Regions from separate parts of the Zea mays genome. Here region 2 is linked to region 1. Evidence: chromatin contacts called from public Hi-C data. All regions are on one chromosome and are shown on one strand. The core of a region is the stretch at or near the end of the contact, and the rest is flanking DNA. Distances in the headings are between cores, read along the strand shown. Region 1 holds the start of LOC100286011. Region 2 holds the start of LOC100283417.

The links. Hi-C and Micro-C count contacts between places; a contact is called where the count stands out from the background.
Region 2: a contact with region 1 is called in a Hi-C map of leaf, with 8 times the contacts expected there. The contact joins the promoter of LOC100283417 here to the promoter of LOC100286011 in region 1. A contact is called at or near these places in 3 of 25 Hi-C or Micro-C datasets (endosperm and leaf).

The regions. Positions count from the first base shown.
Region 1 is chr1:196,347,486-196,354,203 of Zm-B73-REFERENCE-NAM-5.0, forward strand. It overlaps LOC100286011, which reads right to left and starts at 4,332. Exons shown (of 2, transcript NM_001158899.2): 1 at 3,648-4,332; 2 at 1,430-2,017. The coding sequence starts at 3,984. The coding sequence ends at 1,704.
Region 2 is chr1:196,665,856-196,672,573 of Zm-B73-REFERENCE-NAM-5.0, forward strand. It overlaps LOC100283417, which reads left to right and starts at 2,310. Exons shown (of 13, transcript NM_001412528.1): 1 at 2,310-2,736; 2 at 2,923-3,009; 3 at 3,498-3,758; 4 at 3,841-3,915; 5 at 3,999-4,097; 6 at 4,178-4,372; 7 at 4,490-4,576; 8 at 4,702-4,877; 9 at 5,016-5,138; 10 at 5,241-5,387; 11 at 5,462-5,589; 12 at 5,671-5,769; 13 at 5,852-6,142. The coding sequence starts at 2,538. The coding sequence ends at 5,855. It overlaps LOC103642659 (protein FYV8), which reads right to left. Exons shown (of 3, transcript XM_035964210.1): 3 at 6,512-6,718. The coding sequence ends at 6,689.

The DNA of each region.
Region 1 (6,718 bases), core at 3,082-5,581:
ATCGAGAGAGATGGGTATGAGACCCGAATAAAGTTGCCATGGTGGAAACCCAGTCTATGTGATCGGAGATCCCGTGAATTAGGTCCTGGGAAGAACAAGCCATTGGTGAACTGAGGAGAGTAACTTTTGACCCTCTCTAAGTAAAGATGCAATACTCTCAAATGCTGTAAGGCAGGATGGCTTTGTGCCTTAATGTGTTCTGTTGGCTTGTATTAGCGAAGATGTTGTCCTGCAGAACATTCTTTGAAAGAACACACCTATATGAGTTAGACTGTCTAACGTCGCAGTCTATGAGATTTGGGTAATCTCTAGTAAACTCATGAAGAGACCTTGGAGTACGACGTATATGCTCCACCCGAGAAGGGGACTACTGGTAGCCAAGTACTGGTCATGACTTCAAGTGAAACCCATTCACGCAAAACTTGCAATTCAAGGCATAGTCCATTGTCCAAGTTGTGGGTTGGTGTAGCTTGGAGTTCTAGGCGGAAGTTCAACTTAACAGTCTCTGCTGAAAAACTAGTATATTAAACAGTAGTGAACAGTGGCGAAAACTGCAGATGGGCATTTGAGATCTGGTGGGGGATTGTTAGGATTTATGGGCTTGGCCCAATTAAGAAATTCAAATAAATCCCAGAAAATCTCAAAAGCCCATACAAGAGGATGGCTAGAGGATAGGTGGAACCATTAGCACCATATTGCTAGCTCTAGTGGAGTAGAGCTAGCTTAAATATGGAAGCCACACTCACTCACCAAGTCATGGATGAGAGGAGAGAGTGTGGAGAGCCACACGCGCGCGCGCTCGCTCGCCTCGCCTGGCCGGGGCGGGGCGGGGCGAAGGGCGCGGGCGCACGACATGCGCGTGAATGGTCCGCCGAAATCCGGCCCCTCGCCTTGCGGGGGCGTGGCTACCTTTTGCCGTTTGATTTTTTGGTTTCTTGGCTGTTACGCTTATCCTAACCGATCGCTATAAAATCTCAACTGATTGCGAGATTTTCGTGGGCGGATAAGCACGGGGTCGCGGACTTGGCCCTATAAAAGGAGCCCGACAGCCAACCTCCAAATCATCCCAAATCCCAGTTTCGCTTTCGCCTCTCTTCATATCTGAGCCGCCTTTTAGTTCCCTTCGTCCCGACCGCAGAGGTGCATTTGCGATCAGGAGAGCAGGTCTCCGGAACCCTTTGTCTTCTAGATCCTGCACCGGGAGAGAGCGAATAAGGTTTTTGGGAAGCGTCTTCACGCGACTGCTCGTGATCTGCTGACCTCGTCGACCCTGCTGATTTCGCTACTTCGACATCGTCGACCCTGCTGATTCCGACGCGTGCCATCTATCAGTAAGTCTAATCAGTACGCATCATCTGATTTGGCTTGTTATTTCAGTTCTTCTGATTTGGTCATGATTTATATTCGGAATTTAAACTGGAATTTGTCTAATTATTCAACAGCCACACTACTTTCCCGGTATTCCAGTAAAGAGGGCAACGCTGTTCGCACTCTCCAGTGAACAGAAACAGCTCCTCTCTCTCTCTCCCTTCTGCGGTATGTGACACGGGTGTAAGTGTAACGTAACAGCAAACAAAGAGTCAAACCTTGTATTACAGTTTACAAGCAAGCCCCCACCCGCCACCCAAAAAAAATGAAAAAGCATCATCTCCGGTTCAAATCCAACCCGATCCAATAATGTACCGCTACCCCCCGAACCACTTCTAGCAGCACCCGAACCGGCTCCCCTGCTTCTGCTCGTCTTTTGAGTCGCCGTCGATGCTCACCCTGTTGAGGGACAGCTCGGCCTTGTACGAGTCCGAGTTCAGGACCTTGCGGCTCACGTTGCTGTAGATCTCCCTGATCACGATCTCGAAGGCCGTCCTCACGTTGGTGGCGTCCAGGGCCGACGTCTCCATGAAGAAGAGGCCCTCGGCCTCGGCCAGCGCCTTGCCTTCCTCCACGGGCACCTGGCGGATGTCGCCCAGGTCGCACTTGTTGCCCACCAGCATCTTGGCCACCGTCGTGTCCGAATGTGCTGCGTTGGTTTCCAAAGATAGGTTGGTTACTCCGGTGAAAGGAAATGAAGAACATAATGCGTTAGTTGTAGGATCTTCAGGAGACAGCGCCTGGGTACATATACATGTGACAGATATGAATTTGTTGTGAATGTGGCATTTGGCATACATGCATTCCAAGCTGTGAAGGGCACTGACCAGAAGAACATAACCGCACATACTTGTATGTAATGGCATGGGGTACAGATTATAGTGTACAACATACATGTAAAGGTTAATTTCTCCGGAACAATTGGACGTGTCACGATCTCAATCAAGCACCATTGAAGCTTTTCCGTAAGTGTGATGTGATTAAAAGATCAAAGGATGCCATTAGTACCAGGAATGGTACAGGAAACAAAGACTAAGATCATCCCCATTCATGCATGCTCCTTACGCAAGAATGGGTGGTACTGAGCAAATTGCGCTGTCCGACCCAATAGCATTCTGATTCTCTTTGACATGCAAAGTAGCTAGAAAGAGCACTACTTGCTCTTAAAGAATGCACTGTGTTCTTAAACGGTGCAAACAGCAGCTACAATTCAGGTCTTTGTTCCTGCCCCTCAGCAAACAGCGTGGTAACCACCCTCCCATCACCTCACTGCCCCTGCCAATAAGAACCCTACCACCATGGCTGAAAGCCGCAAAAATCACCACACCGCGTTTGCATAATCGTTTTGATTTCTAGCCACCATCAGCAGTCCTGCCAACACATCTCTGGAGACTGGAGTCCATCGTTCTAAGCCTTGTGGTTCTTATCCGATCCCCCCGCACCCCAAGCTCAACGCCAAGCCCTAATCCAGTAATCCCACCTCCTACTCCAATTGACCGACAAAGTCATGGCAAAAAGTGCATGTTCTACTGGCTGTAAAGCAGTCCGTGTAGCAATTATGCCCTCTGGGAGTCTGGGACAAGGTAAGCATCGTGCTTCCTCATCGAGGCCTCATTAAGTCACTAGAGACCCTAGGCAATTAGCAACTGAACTTCCACACAGAACTGCAGGAAGACAACAAGTACTACAAACATCTTAATCATGACTGGTCCCAAACTTCTCGAATATAAACATCTCCTTAAATCTTACGTCAAACAACAAAAAGAAGATCTCCTTAATCAGAAGTGCTTACAACTTCTGAAATTTGCGACCACAAGTACCTTGACACACAATTTAGTCTACCACTTCCGATTTCGAAGCCTACCTTGCACAATACTACTAATTCTAACGGAAGTGGTCCTACGCATTCATTCATGGAATGTTCCACAACAAGCGAGACAGCAGGATCCAGATCCAGACTAGGTCGCTCAATCCATCCGGCCTAGCACTTGCCGTGTCCTCTTTCCCTCTTTCTTACCATCTAAAGAACACCTGATGCAATCAGGGCATCTATCTACAAGCTACATCAAGCGAAAGTGACGACAGTTCTTATTTCCCCCAAATATCCGAGTGGATTCTGCGGCCACGCTAAAATGCGCGCCCCTTTCCACGAAACCCACCCCCCAGATCTACGCGACCCTAGCACCGTACCAGTCATAGGCATTCACTGAGTGCAAGCAGTGCCAAAAGCAAGCAACAGCGATCAGAGGATGAGAAGAGCGCAGCGTCGGGGCACGTACTGTTGAGCTCCTGGAGCCAGCGGCCGACGTTGTCGAAGGTGGAGCGGCGGGTAATGTCATAGACGAGGAGCGCGCCGAAGGCGCCGCGGTAGTAGGCGGAGGTGACGGCGCGGAAGCGCTCCTGGCCGGCGGTGTCCCAGATCTGGGCCTTGACCTCCTTGCCTTCGATGGCCATGCTCTGCGTCTGGAACTCCACCCCGATGGTGGCCTTGGAGTGGGGGTTGAACTCGTTGCGCGCGTAGCGGGACAGCAGGTTGCTCTTCCCCACCGCGCTGTCGCCGATGATCACCACCTTGAAGAGGTACTCCTCCGCCTCCCCGTCCGGCTCGTCCCCCATCGCGCCGCCCACTTCCCTCCGGTGGCTGGTGCTACTCCGCAGCTAGCTAGCTGCCGCCACCGCCTGGCTCGTGGGCCGTGCCGCCGTATCGTACGGGGAGAATGCGCAGCGCGAGATTTGTAGCGGGTTTGGACTCTGGAGGCGCTCGCGCGGTGGGTTTTGACCGAACACGAACACTCAGCCACTCAGGTCTAGCAGGTCTTGGGTTAGGTAGGCGCGGCGAAGCACGGAGCAGCGGCGTCTCCACTCGCGCCGCGCTGGGGTGGTGCCGTCGTGAGAGGTGCGAGACCGAGACGAAACGAGACGGGATGAGTGGGAGACCAGTGGGGCGCACGGCGGTGTGCAGCCGTTGGACGCCGCGACCACGCGCGGCTGTTGCATGACGGGTGGGCCGCGGTGGTCGCCACGCGCTCCGTGGGACCGGCTTGTCAGTCCCAACACTGTGCGTCTGTGCAGCTGTGCCGAGTTGTGGAGGAGTGCCTGTCACGCCGCCGCACCCGCACCGCCGGGTCCCGCCTGCCTGCCATAACTTGCGGGCACGCGTGAGCTGGCGCCTGGCGCCTCGTTGTTCGATGGGGGAGTCTGTGGCGGCGAGCCAGAACAAACGTCGATTGGACCAAGGACATGTACAGTGGAATTGGAGTCACACCAAAATGGTTCTTCAAGTATAACACTGTTGCACGATACTCTAAATATAAAACACAACTAAAATATAATATAATACAGTGGACATGTCTAAAACATGTGTCTTACCATATTCATTATACCAATTAAAACATTCAATAAATTAAAATGACCAATCAGCTAGTCTCTTGTCTCGAACATAGAGCTAAGACACTGTGTCTTCGTCAAGATACATGTCTTGTGAGGGACAGATATCCCTCGGATCCACTAGAAGGCTAGAAGGCCTCGCGAACGGCTTTGGATCTATTGTTTCGCAAGGCCATCCCTTCGTAAGCCAGGGGAGAACTGCTGGTAGAATGGGCCGACGCAGGGAATGAGCGAGCACGAGCCAAGGCGGCTCGTGGGGTTTTGAGCGTTATCCACAGCTCTGATTCGATTCTTCCGCGCGACCACCTTGGACATCGGAGGTAAGATTGTGGAAAGATAAATTCGGTCGGTTCACAATTACTTAGGCATACATCGTTATCATACACGCATGTAAGTGCCCCACGGTCGGATATATAAGGCCTAGGGGGCACCCCATCAAAAAAGGTCATTCATCAACCATGTACTCGGTTCTCTAGCATTCTTCATATTAGAGAATTCCTCTGTAACCCATCACATAAAAATTCACACCAGGAAGTAGGGTGTTACGCGTCTCCAAGCGGCCCGAACCTGTAGAAAATTGTCTATCGTCTCTCGTGCGTCTCGCACGAACCATCGAGCTACAATCAGCGACACTGTCCTACCTAAAAGCACCTCGAGGGGCAACCCTGGGTGCGCGGTCGGGCCCCAAACACCGACAGCTGGCGCGCCAGGTAGGGGGTGTGTCGTTGATCCAAGCTAGCTCAATGGCCATCATTTTCCAGTACAAGATCGTTCCCCGCCCTGGATCCGTGTTTTGCTTCGGGACTGTCACGTCTATGGCGAATGAAGAAGGAATTTTGCGTCACATAACGGATCCACCGGAGATAATTTCCGAGAAAGCCGGAACGAGGCAGCAGATAGCTCAACCTCCAGCGCCCCGGACGAAGACTACTTCCTACAAGTCAGGAGTCGAGAATTCATTTACCCGAAGGACCCCGTTGTCCACCTCGTCCACAGAAGAGTGGACACGGGTTACAAGGAAAAACAAAGCAAATGGGATAGAGGCCCGTCAAGCTGCTCTTCCGACACCCTCGCCCTCAAAGAAGGACAGAAAGAAGTTCGTCACCGTAGCTACTCCTTTCTACCCTGACGTCCTCTTCATCAGGGAGAGGGTGGAGTCGTCTCCCATCTCCGACGACGAACCAACCATGCCTAGGGAAGAACCTCCTCAGCGAGAAGCTCGCCGACGGAGGAACCGACGCCGAAATATTCGGTGACATCACGAAGCTGGGGAACGGGATCCGGCACAGCCTATATCCCGAGATGAAATCTCAGAGGTAGGAGAAACCCCTGACGAGCGAGTCTTCAGAGAAAGGAGGAACTCTCGCCGACGTGATCGCCGGCAAGCGCAAGAGCAAGCGAAGCAGGACGCGAGGTTACGCCGAGAGAACCCTCTTTTCACACGAAACCTGAACCCTGACTTCGCCCGCGCAATGAACACACCGAGTGAGGTCGGAGGAGTATTGGCTCGGATAGCTGATGTCCTCCCTCGGACTCCAGACGCAAAAGGCTATCGGCGGCTGCTCACTTTGGTGGCTAATCATCTTCTACCCCTCGCTCATCCCCCGGGCGATCTGCGGCACGCCATCAACAGTCGCTGAGATGCGCGGAGCTGCATCAATGCTTCGCGCGAACGACGACACGAGAATGAGATACGACGCCGAGAGGAGTAGGATCGGGACCACAGCGTCCCGACATGAAATCATGCCATTAGAGTTGAGTCAGCAACGACTTCAACTGGTGGCACAACCCGGGGACGAACAAAACAACACATCAACAACTCCCCTCCTCGGGACCGCACCACAATCGTCGACAGGAGGACACATGTGGAGTATCTGCGCTTACTCTGCGTCTTAGGGCCATCCAGTGGCCCCCAAACTTCAAAGTCTCCAACGTCGACAAATACGAGCCCAAGCAGGACCCT
Region 2 (6,718 bases), core at 1,060-3,559, 320 kb after region 1:
CACGACGTCGAAGGCGCACAACATCGCCAACGTGCTGCCTAGGCTATGGCCCTTGACCGTCACGCTCACCTACTCGCCCCGCATGTGGTACGCTCACCTATGGATTCAGTACACCCAAAAAGGCTCCAAATCATTATACATCGGTTAACAATTTGTAGCCCTGATCCCATGGGACACATTGTACCTAGTACGGTGCAACCTACAAATGAAGAATATGAGAATTTTGTGTGTTGCGAAATTTCACCAGAGATATAAATACACCCTTCAAATGATGTTCGATCAAAGGGCAGGACAGGAGTAAGAGAATTAAGAGGGCTAAAGAACTAGTGAAGCCTAGCAAGCGAAAGCCACCTATATAGATCCATTTGCAGTGAATATTAGCTGAATGTTGGCTCTGTATTTTGCTTGAATGTTAGTTGAATGATGGATGTCACTTTTGCCTGAATATTGGCTTTGAGTATTGCTTGAATGATAGCTGGATTGGCTCTGTAGTTTGCTTCAATATTGGTTCAATGTTGGCTCTAAATTTTACCATTGAATGTTAGCTGAACGGTGCTCATTTGACTTATTTAATTAAACATTGATCAGCACGAACAACATTGGCTCAATTTTTTTTACTGAAACATAATAATCGTTACAAAATCAATTTCTGATCAAAATCAAAATGAACAAGTCGCACTTTGTTCCTCGTATCACATTTTAAAGTTACAAGCTCCACATGAGCTAGAACCATCAGCTACAAAGAATAGTGAACTATAAACATTTCACAATACGTGTGTACCGCGATTTAGAAAGGCTCCATCTTCTTCAGGCTCCCTGTTTGCATTGGGAGGGTCAGCAGTACAAAAGCATGCTATCTTCAGACTCCCAGCCATGGAGAGGAGCGTGCAACGGCACGCTGTGGCGGTGGGAGAGGATTTGTCCATCCGCGAGCCTGAAGATGTGCGCGACCGCACCGTGGCCCCGCGCGGCGACAGCCACCAGCGTCGCGGCAACCAGCCGCTGCGAGGAGCTTGCGGACGGCTGCGAGTTGTCAACGTGTGTTAGCGCTAGGGATGGAAGAGAAGGAGAGTAGACACAAAGTGGCGGCTGCAGGAGGAAGATAGGTTAGCGACGAAGTGTTTCTTTCTGTTTGTTCTCTGATTTTCGATGCCCGTTTACGGTTCCAGCGTATGTATATATCCCATATTACAGATCGGCCCAGCCAGCCATCAATTGATCCATTCCGGCCCAGTTACTCGGACGCTACCGTGCTTGATACGCTGAGGCCGCCCTGAGACACAGGGCCGACCCTGAGGGGTGCGGAGGGTACGGCCGTACCGGGCCTCCAAAAATAGAGGGCCCCTTAGCTACTGGACGGTAGCATTTTTTGTTAAACCTATCTATTCTAGACACAAATACGTAAAGAGCGATGTGATATCGAGTTATCGACTAATCTCATTTATATTGTTAAACTAACGTCTCAATTACTTATCGAATACTTTATCTGTTTCAAAATAGTATTTGGTTTAACTCTTAATTTTTATGTTTATATTGATGATGTAAATCCACTAGAGAAGCAAAACAAATTTTATTTTGATATAGAGAGAGTATTATAAACTATACATATGATGGTTGCTTCGGTAGAGAGAAGCTTTTTAAAATTTAATTTTTTAATGAACTATTTATGGTCAATAATAACTCAAGAGAGGTTAAATAGTTTGGCGATTCTATATATCGAAAAAAGTTATCGGATGAGATTGATCTTGATGATATAAGCGATGACTTTGTATCACAAAATGTTAGAAGATATTTTTAATAATATCATATAATAAGTAAGTGTTTTTTGCTATATTTTACATCTGTTATCTTATAAACTTCAAAAATGAGCATAATAATTTTTATACATTAAATATTCGATAATATATATATAATTATATATATTTGTGTGTGAATGGAGCCTCTATATTGAATTTCGCATTGTGCCTCTGAAAAGGCAGGAGCAGGAACGGCCCTGCTGAGACATCGCCTCCTTCTGTCTTCACCGTCGGATCCTTCTCGCCATGGTTCCTATGTCTTCCGGTACAGCGGAGCTGACAACGTGATCAACGGCTTGTGGGCGGTGGACGACGATGTCGGGGGCGGCGAGGTCATCGACGGCGAGGTCGGTGGCTCCGTCCGATCCGAGTGTCTGCGTTAGGGGAGAGAGGGTCAGAGAAAGCAAGTGCAAGGGGGTTTTCGTGAAATTGGAATGCCAACAAGGAGCAGGTGCGGAGGGGCTTTTATGTAATATTCGCGCTGACCGTTGATTATGAGATGGAAGGCCAGGATCAAATTTGTGCATTTGTGCACTGTCCTTGTGCACCTGATACGAAGACTTTGGAACACTCTAGAACCCTACTCGATTGGATTTAAACCCGGGTTTGGGTGGCGTCGCCTTTCATCATTTCCCCCCTCGTGCTCTCTCTCGAACCTTCTTCCAAAGCACCCGAACCCTAGTGATCTCGGAACCCTAGCCGCGCGCGGATCTCGGCTTTTCCCCTTCCTCCACGCCAGCCATGGACGAGGACTTCGAGATGCCTCCCGCCGGCGCCGATGAGATGATGGGCGACGACGAGATGGGCGACTTCGGCGGCGACGAGGGCCCGGTGATGAAGGTGGGCGAGGAGAAGGAGGTCGGCAAGGAGGGGCTCAAGAAGAAGCTGCTCAAGGAGGGCGAGGGCTGGGAGACTCCCGAGGTCGGCGACGAGGTTGAAGGTATCCTGCCCCCGGTTCCTCCCATGCTGCACTTGTATCTCTGTTAGTGTGATGCGGTCAGTGAGACTCGCCCAGTTCTGGCTGCGAGTTAGCTGATGGAATTCGGGTTCTCTTGGGTTTCGTGTCAATTTATTGTTCCTTGTCACCTTGATGACTCTTCCTTACTTACCCATGATAATATTTCAGTGCATTACACGGGCACGCTCCTTGATGGGACAAAATTCGACTCAAGCCGTGATCGTGGAGAACCCTTCAAGTTCAAGCTTGGACAAGGTAAATTTCTTCCTCCCCCTGAGGTTATTTCTTCTGTCTCGTTTGAATTTTAAATATGGATTTGGAAGTAGCATTAACCTTGTAATGGTAAAACAGTTCAAAGTTATCAATCTTTCGTTAGTTAGATAAGTAGTTTTGATCACATCGTCTTGTTCCATTGATATCATGGATACTGCCAGTGGACACTTACTGTATCTATGAAATTGATGTAAAGTTGTGAGTGCTTGGTAGTGTCTTCACTTGCCTATAACGAAGTATTTCGTGGCTGTGTTTCTGTTTCTGTTTGTCGCAGAATAATGCCTACTCCGTGTAGATATAGATATGACCCCAAGCGATGCTTACATCGGTATAAGGGGCTATGATGTTTGAAAAACATGCTGATGATTGAGTAAATTCTAGCTTGGAGATCATCCTGTTTCTCTCTTGCCTCTTTGTTGACATTGCCAAGTTGAAAAATAATGCTCATTAACTATTTTGTCAATGCCCAGGTCAAGTGATAAAGGGTTGGGATCAAGGAATCAAGACCATGAAGAAAGGAGAAAATGCTATTTTTACCATTCCTCCAGAGCTGGCTTATGGAGCATCTGGTTCACCTCCAACTATCCCACCCAATGCAACCCTGCAGTTTGATGTTGAGCTGCTTTCATGGACCAGTGTCAAAGACATTTGCAAAGATGGCGGCATATTCAAGAAGATCCTTAAAGAGGGAGAGAAATGGGAGAACCCAAAGGATCCTGATGAAGTACTTGGTAATTTTTTTGCTTATTGCGACACTTTTCATAGAGCTGATTTATTTGGTTCCTATAACTTATACTCTCCTTGCTCTTGTAGTGAAATATGAGGCCCGTCTGGAAGATGGTACTGTTGTATCCAAGTCTGAGGGGGTTGAGTTTACTGTGAAAGATGGTAACCCTCTTATGTTCTGTCTTCACATGGTCTTCTGAAGATTTTTGTGCCTATCGGTTGTTTTCTAACTACTGTATTGCCAGGCTACTTTTGTCCTGCCCTGGCCAAAGCTGTCAAAACCATGAAAAAGGCAGAGAAGGTGCTCCTTACAGTAAAGCCACAATGTGAGATTCCATTTCAAAGTTTGATTATTCTTCTGTAGTTACATGTCTATTTTCTCTGAATTATGACACTTATTTGAACTTCCTCACTTCAAATGCAGATGGATTTGGTGAGAAGGGTAGACCAGCAGCTGGAGAGGAAGGTGCTGTGCCGCCAAATGCTTCGCTGCTCATTGACCTTGAGTTGATTTCATGGAAGACTGTCACAGAAATTGGGGATGATAAGAAAATCCTTAAGAAGGTTCTCAAGGAGGGAGAAGGTTATGAGCGTCCCAACGAGGGTGCTGTTGTTGAAGGTATGCTCAAGTGGTCAAAGTACTTAATTGTAATGATGCTAGTAGCTGTTGGTTCTTGACTCCTTTCAGTTGATTAGGTTTATCTTGCACTCACTAAATTATGTTTACTGTTGGCAGTCAAAATTATCGGAAAGCTTCAGGATGGCGCGGTGTTTACAAAGAAGGGGCATGACGAAGAGCCATTTAAATTCAAGACCGATGAAGGTAAGAACATCCTTTTGTCTTTATATGGGGCTCTTGGCCTATCAGTAAAAATAATAATTCAGGAAATCGACTTGATCCTGATATTTAGAATAACATGTTTCGTTTGTATTATAATCTGTTTCCAGAGGAAGTTATTGCCGGTCTTGATCGTGCTGTGTTGAACATGAAGAAGGGCGAGGTTGCTCTTGTCACAATTCCTCCTGAATATGCATTTGGTTCAACTGAGTCAAAGCAGGATCTTGCTGTTGTTCCACCTAACAGCACAGTAATATATGAAGTTGAGCTTATTTCATTTGTGAAGGTGCGGACATGACTGATATTCGTGTCTGTTCTAAATCATTGACCTGTGTGCAACTGCACATGACTGATATTCGTGTCTGTTCTAAATCATTGACCTGTGTGCAATTGCAAAATTGATCAATATAATCTTGTCACACAGGACAAGGAGTCGTGGGACTTGAACAATGAAGAGAAGATTGAGGCTGCTGGTAAGAAGAAAGAGGAAGGGAATGCATTGTTCAAATCGGGCAAATATGCTAGAGCTTCCAAGCGATATGAGAAGGTGGTCTTCCTTTCTGTTCTGTAGTAAACCATACCGGGAAAATGCAATTTTTGATTCCTGCAGGGTTGTTCCTATTTGGGCTGAATTTTGTTTTAATTGCAGGCTGCCAAGTACATTGAGTACGACACTTCGTTCAGTGAAGATGAGAAGAAGCAATCCAAGCAACTGAAGATCAGCTGCAACCTAAACAATGCTGCCTGCAAACTGAAGTTGAAGGATTACAAGGAAGCTGCGAAGCTTTGCACCAAGGTACAATCTATTCCTGCAATGCGGGCGTGAATTATGTTGCAGTAAAGCAGGCTGACCTTGTGATTCCTTTTCAGGTTCTGGAACTAGACAGCCAAAATGTCAAGGCTCTCTACAGGAGGGTGCAAGCTTACATTCAACTTGCTGACCTAGAGCTAGCAGAGGCCGATATCAAAAAGGCACTGGAAATCGATCCTGACAACAGGTACAGTCTAGGAAATGGATTCTGCAAGGCGGGCAGTACTCTTATTACGTATCACGCTGATAATTTTGGAAACAATCCCAGGGATGTCAAGTTGGAATATAAGATCCTGAAGGAGAAGATCAAGGAGTACAACAAGAAGGACGCCAAATTCTACAGCAACATGTTCGCCAAGATGACAAAGTAACTGTCACTGCCCTAAGTCAGCGGCGAGCTCCACTTAACCCGATTGATTTGTTGCTGATGACAGTGTCGCTAATAACAGGTAGCTTTTGGGGTGGAGGATGTTGTGGTGAAGCGAAGGGATTAAAAACACCGATTTCTGCTGCCGAAGGACTTCGCCCGTTGCTTAACTTCTCGCTTTTCGCATACTTTGTAGTCAATTAGTGTGCACGGATGCTTGGATATGTGAAACTGAGGAACATGTACTTCGAGGATTATTATTGGTTCTGAATTTTTATGTTTTCTGGTTCTTGTTAGGACCATTGAATGTTCTCTCTATATAATTTTCGGACACATGTTCTTAATAAACCACGGGAGCAAAAGTTTATGCTAAGAACGTCTGCTCATCGTAACTAACAACAGCTGCCTCACCGTCACGCACTGCCGTGTCAGGATGTGTCAACCTGAAGATCACAGAAACTGCACAACGTTTGCAGATCAATGAATGGGCACTTTGGATTAGAGGTGGTAATGAGCTCTAAATTCTATATAAAATTAATTAAGGTTTTAATTTGTTATGAAGAAACATTTAGATTATGATCTATTATCATTCGTATGTAGGTTCAGGCACATCATTATATCTACGTCACGGGATTTTCTTTCGGGTTTCATTTTAATTAAAATAGCTAGGTTTAAAAGTTAACTCGTCAGTCCTATCATAACCTTCCTACTTTACCAGAGTTTGGGGCATACCCTCCTCCCCTCCATCAAGGCAGATATTTATAACATACAAAAACGGCAGAGCCGGGTTCACAATCCAAGTAGAGTAGCAAAGCTGCCAAGGTCCAATCCTGGAACGAAGGTCCTACTCAATCTACTACCATCAGCGTACAAGTACAAACACAACAATGGATGCCCCAAGCTGATGCTGGCAAACGGATTACTGTACCGACGAGCAGCAAATAAACGG